2 separate regions of the Sus scrofa genome follow, and region 1 is linked to region 2. A link is a contact called in public Hi-C data. All regions are on one chromosome and are shown on one strand. The core of a region is the stretch at or near the end of the contact, and the rest is flanking DNA. Distances in the headings are between cores, read along the strand shown. Region 1 overlaps KIRREL3 (kin of IRRE-like protein 3). Region 2 overlaps DCPS (decapping enzyme, scavenger).

Evidence for each region. Hi-C and Micro-C count contacts between places; a contact is called where the count stands out from the background.
Region 1: a contact with region 2 is called in a Hi-C map of retroperitoneal adipose tissue, with 1.5 times the contacts expected there. The contact joins two enhancer-like sites. A contact is called at or near these places in 2 of 47 Hi-C or Micro-C datasets (embryonic fibroblasts and retroperitoneal adipose tissue) and 1 of 2 datasets of contacts at active chromatin or transcription factors (skeletal muscle).

The regions. Positions count from the first base shown.
Region 1 is chr9:53,652,608-53,657,575 of Sscrofa11.1, forward strand. All of the region lies in intron 2 of KIRREL3 (kin of IRRE-like protein 3), which reads right to left. Among named protein-coding and RNA genes, the nearest start is that of ST3GAL4, 180 kb to the left of the region's middle. Within about 2 kb of position 3,609, at least 3 of the 83 cell types and tissues checked have an H3K27ac peak or open chromatin away from gene starts, as enhancers often do. A contact at or near this core is called in retroperitoneal adipose tissue, where this site is marked.
Region 2 is chr9:53,412,252-53,416,917 of Sscrofa11.1, forward strand. All of the region lies in intron 2 of DCPS (decapping enzyme, scavenger), which reads left to right. Among named protein-coding and RNA genes, the nearest start is that of DCPS, 14 kb to the left of the region's middle. Within about 2 kb of position 2,395, at least 43 of the 83 cell types and tissues checked have an H3K27ac peak or open chromatin away from gene starts, as enhancers often do. A contact at or near this core is called in retroperitoneal adipose tissue, where this site is marked.

The DNA.
Region 1 (4,968 bases), core at 2,359-4,858, 240 kb after region 2:
GCTGCTGTTCAAGGAGGCTGGGGACACAGACAGGAGTCTCTGTCCTCCTGGATGGGGGAGGGAGTGTGCCTGCTCCTCCAGGGGGAGGAGGAATAGCATTGGAAGCTCTCTTGGACCTGGAACTGCAGATCCCTGATCTTCCCCAGGCCTGTGGTGGTGGAGTTGGGGAAGGGAGTGAGGGGGGGATGGAGTGAGGTAGGAAATGTCACCAGAAAAACTTGGAAGGGAGTAAAAGTGAGTCTTGTCTTGTCTTGCCTTTTCATTCCCCCAGCTTTTGTCTCCACCTTGTCCCCTCCCCTCATCTCCTAGAGAGCTGGGAGCTCAGGCTTCTGGAGACCCTCCCTTGTTGGGCAACCCCCCGCCCCATGCCTGGGTTCTCCCTCCTCTGTTCTCTCTGTGCCTTTTCTCATCACAGTTTACACGTCCTGTGTGTCTCATTTCACCCCATTCCCTGGGGGACTTGCCTTATTAGAAAGTGATCTAAGGCACTAATACAGTATTAGGGTGTTCAAGTCTAACAGTTGGCTTGATGCTTATAAGCAGCTGTCACCCATGGGTATAAAGACTTTAACAAGAGAATTTCTTAACCTCCAGGCATAAATCCCAGGGTGCGCTCCCTTGTGTTCTGGCAGGGAGGGCATCTGGGAATGGTAAACTAGAACTGGTTATATTGCCTGGGGCCCTGCTTCTCCTGTGACCAGCCCTTTATGATTCTCAGATACTGACATTGCTTCTTAGGATAATGTTTGAGATTGAGAGGGTGGAGATTTTCCTTAGGATGATGAAAGGAAGCTCAGAGAAGGTCTGTGTCTTGCCCAAGGTCACACAGCTCACCGTTCCTGGAGCCCTAGCAGCCCCAGGCCCTCGCTGGGCCAACAGCCCCCAGTCCCCTTCTAGCCCCTCAGGGTGGGGACAGATTCTGGGGTCTGCCATGCTCGGGCTGGGGGCTTTTGCCTTGAACTCTTCAGAGATGCATACTCTAGATGGCTAAGGGCTGGTGTGCAGCCCTGGATGGGCCATGAAATAAAATTCCAGAGCTGCTACCAGGCCACTTGGATGGAGAACTGCAGTGCACTGAGCACCTATGAGGTCTCAGAACCTGTTCCAGCTATTTCCCCAACGGTTATTGTTTTAATCCTTACAAAGAACACAGGGAAATGGGCATCCTTGTTTCCTATATATGGATGAGAAAACAGAGGCAGGGCAAAGTCTGAAGTCACACAGCTAAGAGGTAGGGGAGCCAAAATTGGACTGTTCCAGCCACTTCCAAAGCTCATGTTCTTTCTCCTACACTGGGTGGCCTCCCAAGGAAGATTGGGGTCTAGAAGAGGCAGTTTCCTTGACAAGTTTGGTCCAGCGAGGAATGCCGAGCACATCAGGATGCACGGGACTGTGGCAAAGAAAAGCGCAGCAGGTGAGCCTACTGTGTGGGGAGCAGTGTTCCCTGGAGCTGGAAGTGAGTAGTCCTTTGGTCTGGGTCAGGGCCAAGGGATCCAGGGTAATGGGCCCAGCAGGTCCATCTGGGGAGGTCTTTGGGAGGAAGTGAGTTTGGAACCAGTCCTAGGCTGGGCTGTGAGTGCTTTAGGAAGTGAAAGCTGCTGTGGGCAACTGGGTGTGGCCACAGGGCAAAGGGCCTGAAGCAATGAGAAGCAGGCTGCTGCCCAGAGGAAAGGGGCTGGCAGGCCTTGTGTGTGGAGCTGGGGGGAGGGGAGAGCCAAGAGGGGAGGAGATGTGTGGTCCAGCCACGTTTGGACGCTTGCATGAAGGGCTTCTCGGCCAGAAGCCCCTGGAGCCCACCTGCTCCACAGAGAATGGTTCTCCAACAGGAAAAGCACCAGGGCTTTGGAGGAGCAAATGTTTCCATGGAGCCTGGACACTGTTTTCTGCAGGTCATCCTTGTATGGACGCGGACCATGGGCCAGGTGGCTCTTCAGAGCTGTCCCCTGACAGCAAGCCCAGTAAGCGATCGCTCCATGGTCACCACTAGTGCGCTCAGCCATTGTTAACTGGTGACTTGAAAATTACTTTTATTTAGCACTGTTATCAGGAGACTGCAGGGGCGCCGGCATTTCCACTCGGCTAGCTCTCTCTGGCTGACGGCAGCAGCAGGCCACGTGCCACACAGTCCCTAGTCCCTCCCTGCTCACGCGGGCACCAGGGCAGGGTGCTAAGGAGACCCAGCAGCAGGCCTGCTCCTGCCAGCCTGCTGCTTCCCTTCTGGGCTCAGATGGCTAAGGGCTAACAGGCCTGGCCCTGTTCCCTGCTGTCTGGTCGGCCCAACTTGCTGATCATTTCCCTGTGGCCGCCCTGCCCCGAGTGCATGAGACAGTCTAGAACAGCGTCCTCAGCTGGGCTCTGGGCACGCGCAGACTGGCTGACATGCAGGACTTGTGCCATTTTTTAATTTTGAGTGAATGTGCACAAAAGCTTTAGGGAAGGAGAACGTTCAGTCTTCATAGCTTTTAGCAGTTTCTCTAAAGGGTTTGTGACTCTCCCAAAGCTGGGAAGTCATCCTTCTCGACCACCCCTCCGGGCAGCTGCGCAGGCTGACCCACTGCCTTGTTGTCACCATTGCAGCAGTCCTCAGGGTGTCAGGAGATGCCATTTGATGGTTCTCCTCTGGAGGAAAAGGCCAGGTCCTTGCTTTGTCAACTGTGCTCCATGGATGGGCGGGTGTTTGCTGACTGACTGACAGAACACAGGGAGAGATGGAGGAGATGGAGCATTTGCAGAACCTCCTGCCTTTCCTTTCTGCCTTCACAGGGGAAAGAACTTACATCCCTTGGCTTCCTTCCTTCCATTGTGTGTTGGCACAGTGCATGTTCCTTCCATCTCAGGATCTCCGAGATCCCATCCCCACCCAGAGGGGCACAGAGCTCTGTGGTGCAGTATCTGCAGTAGGGTGAGGCTCCTGCACCTGGAGAAGGAGGAAGGCCGGGGGGTGGGCCGGGAGGAATGGGGAGTTGGTAAAATCTAAGGAGGTGGTGAAGGGCAAGTGAGTCCTTTCTTTCCAGGCAGCTAGGCTGCCCCCTACTGGAAGGTCTGGGCTAGCCAGTTGACTTCCTTGGGCCTCAGAGGTCTCATGAGTGGGACTTTTGAGGGTACACAGAGGCAGTAGCAGAAACTCCCCAAGACCCCTGCCAGCTCTACTGTTCTCTGATTTCTCACACATCCTCCTGGCTAATTCCCCTTTTCTGTCCAGTCTTGGGTCCTCATAGAAAGACAGAGACCCTGAATAGAACATAGGAAGAAAAAAAAAAAAATCACCGTCCTAATGATTGTAGAGAATTCTGAAGCCACAGAGAAGGAACTTGTGATTAGGGGCTGGGTGGTGTTTTCTGCAAGCAGAAGTGCCATGCAGTTCTTAGCCCTCTGTGCCAGCAGGGTGGGGGTCGGGGGGGAGAGCATGGTGTTTCCTGGCAAAAGCCACTTTGCAGCTGCTCAGGGACCCTGGGCCCAATGGGGCCTTCCTGGCTGTAGTGTGTGGTTCACAAGCAGCCACCACATGTGGATGCAGGGTCCCTTGGCTGCCTGGGGCATTGTTTTCCCGCAGCTGTGGGGATGGTGACAAGGTCTGTGGGCTGCCAGCCCAGTTGGAGAGCACTCAAGAACCCCTTCATCGACCTCCTTTTCTCTTTCTAAGGATCTTAACCCCACTAGCAGGAGGAGGGGCGGGGGGGGGGCGGTGTGTGGAAGTCCACTCTGGGCAGAAAAATGAGCCCAAAGCAGCTTCCTCTGCAGCCTGGCTCCAGAGACTCAGAGTTGGGGACAGAGTAGGAGCAGCTGCAGAGTCCTGGGCACAGCTGAGTCTAGCCAAATCTGGCCGTGCCCAGTGGGAGGACATGGCGGGGAGGAATAAGCACTCAGACAGGAGGCCTTGGACAGGCATCTGTGCAACTGATGACTTGAGTCTGGGTCTGTCTCCCTCGTTGAGTTCCTCCTAGCTCAACACTTGACCTTTGACCCGAGCCTCGTTAATTTACCAAACGTTTACACAAATCATCTCATTTCATTTCCACCACGACCCGTGAGGTTAGTACCAGCTTAGGGATGACACTGCCGTGACTCCGGGACATAAAGTGCTTTGCCCCAGTTCACACAGCCCGCAAGTGGCTGAGACAGAACTAGAATGAAGTTTCCTTGTCCAAAAACCTGGTTGACAACCTGCCCTCCAGTCCCTTCAGCCAGGCCACACTGCCCCCTTGAGAGTGACAGGAGAATGGCAAGAAACGACCAAGGCTTAGGTGACAGGCTGTGACAGCAGTGGGCCAGGTGCTTCTTGCCAGAAGCTCCTTGCCAGAAGATTCTCCCAGCTCTGCAGCCTCTGCCTACTTTTCTAAAGCTTTCTTGGGTGTGGGCATGGTCAGATAGAATTGTAATCAACTATGATCGAAGAGCCAGAGGCATAGGCTGGCAATGGGTTTCTTCCCTCAGGAGCTGGGCGAAGCCGCTGAGCTCTCCAAAGGGGGCTCCTGGCCCCTTGGGAGGCAAGAAAACCTCCCAGGAAGAATCCCTTGGCCCAGGACTCTGGTGGACCTCATGGGAAGCCATACAAGCTGAGGTTGGGGATCCCACCTCGGGGCTGAACTGTCTTCTCCAGAGGCCCCTTGCCAATTTCAAGGGTCGCCTTCCAGAAGTCCCAGGAACTCTGACCTCCAACATCCATGCCCATGAAGGAGTGTCACCACGAATGCTCTGTTGACTGCCTTGTCCTCCATCTAATGCATGCCTGGCAGATGGCAGATGTTCAGCAAACTCTCAGATGAATGAATTAAGTGCCAGGAAACCTAGAAGATCATCACCTGCAGAATATCATTCACTCTATTCTCCAGAGGTGGCACCGGAGGCCCAGAGAGGCTAAATAACATGTCCAAGGTTGCACAGCCAGTTAGTGGTGGGAGAAGTACCAGAGTCGAGGTCTCCTTTCTACATGCTCTTCCTTCTGAAAAGGGGGAAGGGTGGACCTTG
Region 2 (4,666 bases), core at 1,145-3,644:
CTTTTACTGGAAATCCTATTAGTTGTTAGACTTCTTAGATGTATCCCATATGCTGCTTTTGTTCTTCCCCTTTTCCCGTCTGTGTCCCTTCTTTCTATAGTCTGGTAGGTTGTCTTCCGTTGTCACCAGACCCAGTGGTGAAGGTTTTAATTTGAGAGCCACATTTTTAATTTTCTTCTCTCTGGTCCTCTGGTTATTTCATTTTCATAACATCTTGCTCTTGCTTCACAGAGGCCAAACTGGGTTGACTTTTTCTAACACACTAATTAGAATTGTTTTAAAAATTATCTCCTGAACCTTCAGTGATCCCGTGTCCTCTGGGATCTGGTTCTGGTTGTTGTTTATTTTGGTCATTCTTTTTCAGGCTGCTGGTTTTCTGTTAATGTCCGGTGAATGTTAGTTCGTTTGCATTTACAAATGAAGACTCAGGCTGATAGTCAAGCGAGCAGATTCCACACTGGGCCGCTCTTGGATGGGTAGCTGCCTGGTGCTGTGCAGGCGGGGAATAGGGCCTGGCCTGGCAGGCCTTGCCTGAATGTGTGGTTTGATCAGCACCCAGAGCTCGTACATGCTCTAGTTTACTGCAGCTCGTGGGCCATATCTGGCCAGCTTCCTTTTCTATGGGCTATGAGGTAAGAGTGGTTTTTTTCAGAGTTCCTGTCGTGGCTCAGTGGTAATGAACCTAACTGTTATCCATTAGGATGTGGGTTCAATCCCTTGCCTCACTCAGTAGGTTAAGGATCCATCGTTGCCATGAGCTGTGGTATAGGTTGCAGATGTGTTGCTGTGGCTGTGAGGTAGGCCAGCAGCTGCAGCTCCAATTCGACTCCTAGCCTGGGGACTTCCATATGCCATGGGTGCAGCCCTAAAAAGACAAAAAAAAAAAAAAAAAAAAGAATGTTTTTTGCATTCTTAAAGTGTTCTTTTTTTTTTTTTTTTGGTCTTTTTGCCATTTCTTGGGCTGCTCCCTCAGCATATGGAGGTTCCCAGACTGGGGGTCGAATTGGAGCCGCAGCCACCGGCCTACGCCAGAGCCACAGCAACTCGGGATCCGAGCCTCGTCTATAACCTACACCACAGCTCACGGCAACGCCAGATCCTTAACCCACTGAGCAAGGCCAGGGATCGAAGCCACAACCTCATGGTTCTTAGTCGGATTTGTTAACCACTGAGTCACAATGGGAACTCCTTAAAGTGTTCTTTTTTAAAAAAGTAAACTAAGAAGAATATGCTAAAGAGGCTATGTGTAGCCTGAAATGCCTAAACCATCTACTGTCAAATTTGTTTTATTGTTGGTTTTTTTTTGTGTGTGTGTCTCTTTTAGGATCAAAAGCATATGGAAATTCCCAGGCTAGGCGTCAAACCAGAGCTGTAACTGCCGGCCTACACCACAGCCACAGCAACTCTGGGTCCGAGCCATGTCTGTAACCTACACCATAGCTCATGGCAATACCGGATCCTTAACCCACTGAGCAAGGCCGGAGAGTGAACCCACGTCCACTCTGAGCCAGGACGGGAACTCCCACTGTCAAATTTGTACAGAAGTTTGCCTACCCCTGCTCCAGTCCAAGGGCCTATGTCTTTGGAGCACAATCCTCTCTGTTCACCTGCTTTGAATGCCTGCCCCGAGGATGAGGCTAAGCTGTGGATGGAGCCAGTTGGTACAGCTCTTCTCCAGAGAGGTCCTATAGTCAGCTCTAATGATGGCAGATTTCTGTCACTTTTCTCCCTGGGGCTTGGAAGGACAGTGGAATTACAACTAGCAGAAACTTCAAGATGGAAATGGCCCTCCCCACTGAGTAACACTCTTGACCTAGGGTCTGGGTTCTGCCCTTCTCTCTGGCTCTGTGGTTGGCTCTCCTTCCACTGCGCCTCCGCTCCCTTGCGTGTTCCTCGTCTGTGCCCTTATAGCTTCCCTTTACCAGCTGGGAGCAGAGGCCACTGTTAAGCTCTCCATTTAGACTCACAGCTTCCATGAGGCCGGGACAGCCATTGTATTCAGAGCCTATTTAGAAGTGACTAGATCCCGAGCTAGTGAGAAATAGCCACCACAAGACCAGTGTCCTCTCTTCCTTCCTTCTCCCTCCCTCTCTGCCCCCTCCCTCCCTCTCTCCCCCACTCCCTTTCCCTCCCTCTCTCCCCACTCCCCCCTTCCCTTCCTCTCAGTGCCCCCATCTCCTCCCCCTCCACCTTCTTCTCTACCCACCTCCATCTCTTTCCTTTCCTTCTCTCCTCCCTCCTCCCCCTCATCCCCCCTTCCTTCTCTCCACCTTCCCTCTCTCTCTCCTCCCCTCCCTCCCTCTCTCTCTCCCTCCTTCTCTTCCTCTCTCTCCCCTCCTTTCTCTCTCTCTCTGTGTCTCTCTCTCAGCCTGGGCAAGATGCCAGGACTCTGGCAGTCTTAAGGCTTGAGTCAGCAGAAAGCCAACTTCCTCAGGACCAGCGGGCAGGGGCTGATCACCCACCGTACAGTTGGTTCCACTTCTGTCTGTGGCAGCCTGGGTTCTGATATGCTTTTCAGTGAGTGATGGCCTAGAACTCCGGTAGTCCTGGCTTCCTGGGAGGGGCTGTATCCTGTACCCGTGGCCTCCCCTTCCTTCCTACCAACACAGCCTGGATGGCGGGTGCTCAGGGTTGCACCAAGACCAGGCACCTGTGCTCCTTTGAGAGTGAAGTGAGGAGATGCCTTAGGAAGTCGAGAGAGAGGCTGCATGTTGGGACTCCTGAGGGTTCATTCTGATAGCTCGACCTCAGAACAGTTTCTTCCTGCACGCAGGGGTGGGTCCTGCAGCTTTAAGGCCAGGGCTGTAAATCAGCAGCTCCATCGTCATTAGATATCAGCTCTCATCCTTTGCTCAGATGGAACTGTGGGGAGTGCTGCACACCCACAGCTATCCTGCAGCAGCCGTTCCCACCCTTAAAGGACCACCTTTCATAGATGTAACCCCTGGGGCTGTACTCAGAGTCACTAAATTTGCTGCCAGGCCGATAAGTCCTGTCAGACCCTCTCCTGGGCCTCAGAAGACTGAGTGGGTGGGTGGGGAAAGAGCCTGCCCGAGCTAGGATCTTGCTAAAACCAGCGTCTGCTTCTCCTCTGTCTCCAGTGGCATCTCTGTTCTTTCCTTTAGACAGGTAATTAGTGGTTTGGAGGTTTGCTCTGGGGCGGTTAAAGCTTCCAGTCGGATGCCGACCACACCCTTCAGCCCTGTTTTTCCTTGATCTGGAGGTCTCTTTGGCCCTCACTTGGGTACTTCCAGCATCGTGTAGCGTGGGACAGTGGACTCCCTGCCCTGGGTCTCTTCTCCAGCCTCTGGCCTGCTCCCTGGTCACCATGACGCGAGGCTGAGGAGGGTGTTATCCACCCAGGGGAAGGTCTCCAAAAGGAGGAAAGAAGATGCAAGTCCTGGGAGACCCCCAGCTCCAGGAGGGCCCTGACGATGTACCCTGTCGACCTGAGTCTGGCAGCCCATCCCCGGGGTGGCTCTGCTTGGCTCCTGTGGAGCGGGGTGGGGTGGGCTTCACACCCCGATCACGCTTTGCTGTTACTTCTTCCCTGCGCCCCTGAGCCTACACATATGGGTCAAATAAGTTGAAACTGGCTCATCATAATGAAGGGAGAGCAAAAGCCGCAGGCTGAGCCATGGAAATGACCTCATCATGCAGAAGTCATCAGCAACGGCTGGAAAGCAGGCTTGTTTGAACATGTGTATGGGAAGGAGGACAGACTGTCTGTGGTTTGCATTTTCATGTTTCATGTGCAGCAGCATTTTCCTAGGGATTTGGCTAAGCTAGCTTTGGCAGAGAGCAAGAAAGGCAGCTGCGCTTTCCTCTCCGGAGCCCAGCCTCCCACCTCTGAAAGCAGCTGGGCTTTCATGTCTGGGGCAGGGGGGACAGGGCTGGCTTTATTTATTGGAGAAGGGTCTTAACTGAGGGTCTTGACAGGCAGGACCAAGCTGTGTGCTCGCCAGCGGCACCCCAGCCTGTTCCTCTGAGCTGTGGAGAGAAGGAAGGGGTGTGGATGGGCTGCTGTTCACCTGGGGTCGGTGTGACCATTCTCACTGCCACAGCATCCCTGTTGAGAAAGAACTGCCTCCTGAGCCCCACAAGAGCAGTCACTGCCCCACCCCAGGCCTCCTTCTCCACCATCCTACACTGGGGTGGGGGCGGGGGAGGGGGGGAGATGGGTACCATGCACGAAAGTCAAAACAGCCATCGTCCCTGTTGGAAGCAGGCTTGTCTTCATCCCCCTGTTCCAGCCCAGGGTCAGGTCGCAGCATCTCAGAAGGCCCTCCAGCACTGAGGGTAGCCTGCCTCTACTTCCCTGCACTCTAGGGGGCATTGCAGCGAGCATCATGTCACTGGCCTCTGCTCCCTCTGAGCTCTGATGTCCTGCTGGACCTCCCAGTCTGCAGCTCCAGTCGCTCTGGCACCTCATTGTGCCCTGTTGTTTTGCTGACGGCTATTTATGTATCTCCAGGAAGCATTGGGACAAATCATGTTTCTCCTTATCTGATAGGGCTGCTTTTGGAGAAGAGCAGCACAGGTTTCTTAGGAAAAGACTGAAAGAGGATGGCCCTGTGGTATTGCATAGATGAGTCAGACTGCTTGGGTTCAAATCTTAGCTCTACCATTTACTAGCTGTGTGACCTTGGGTAAATTACTTAACTTC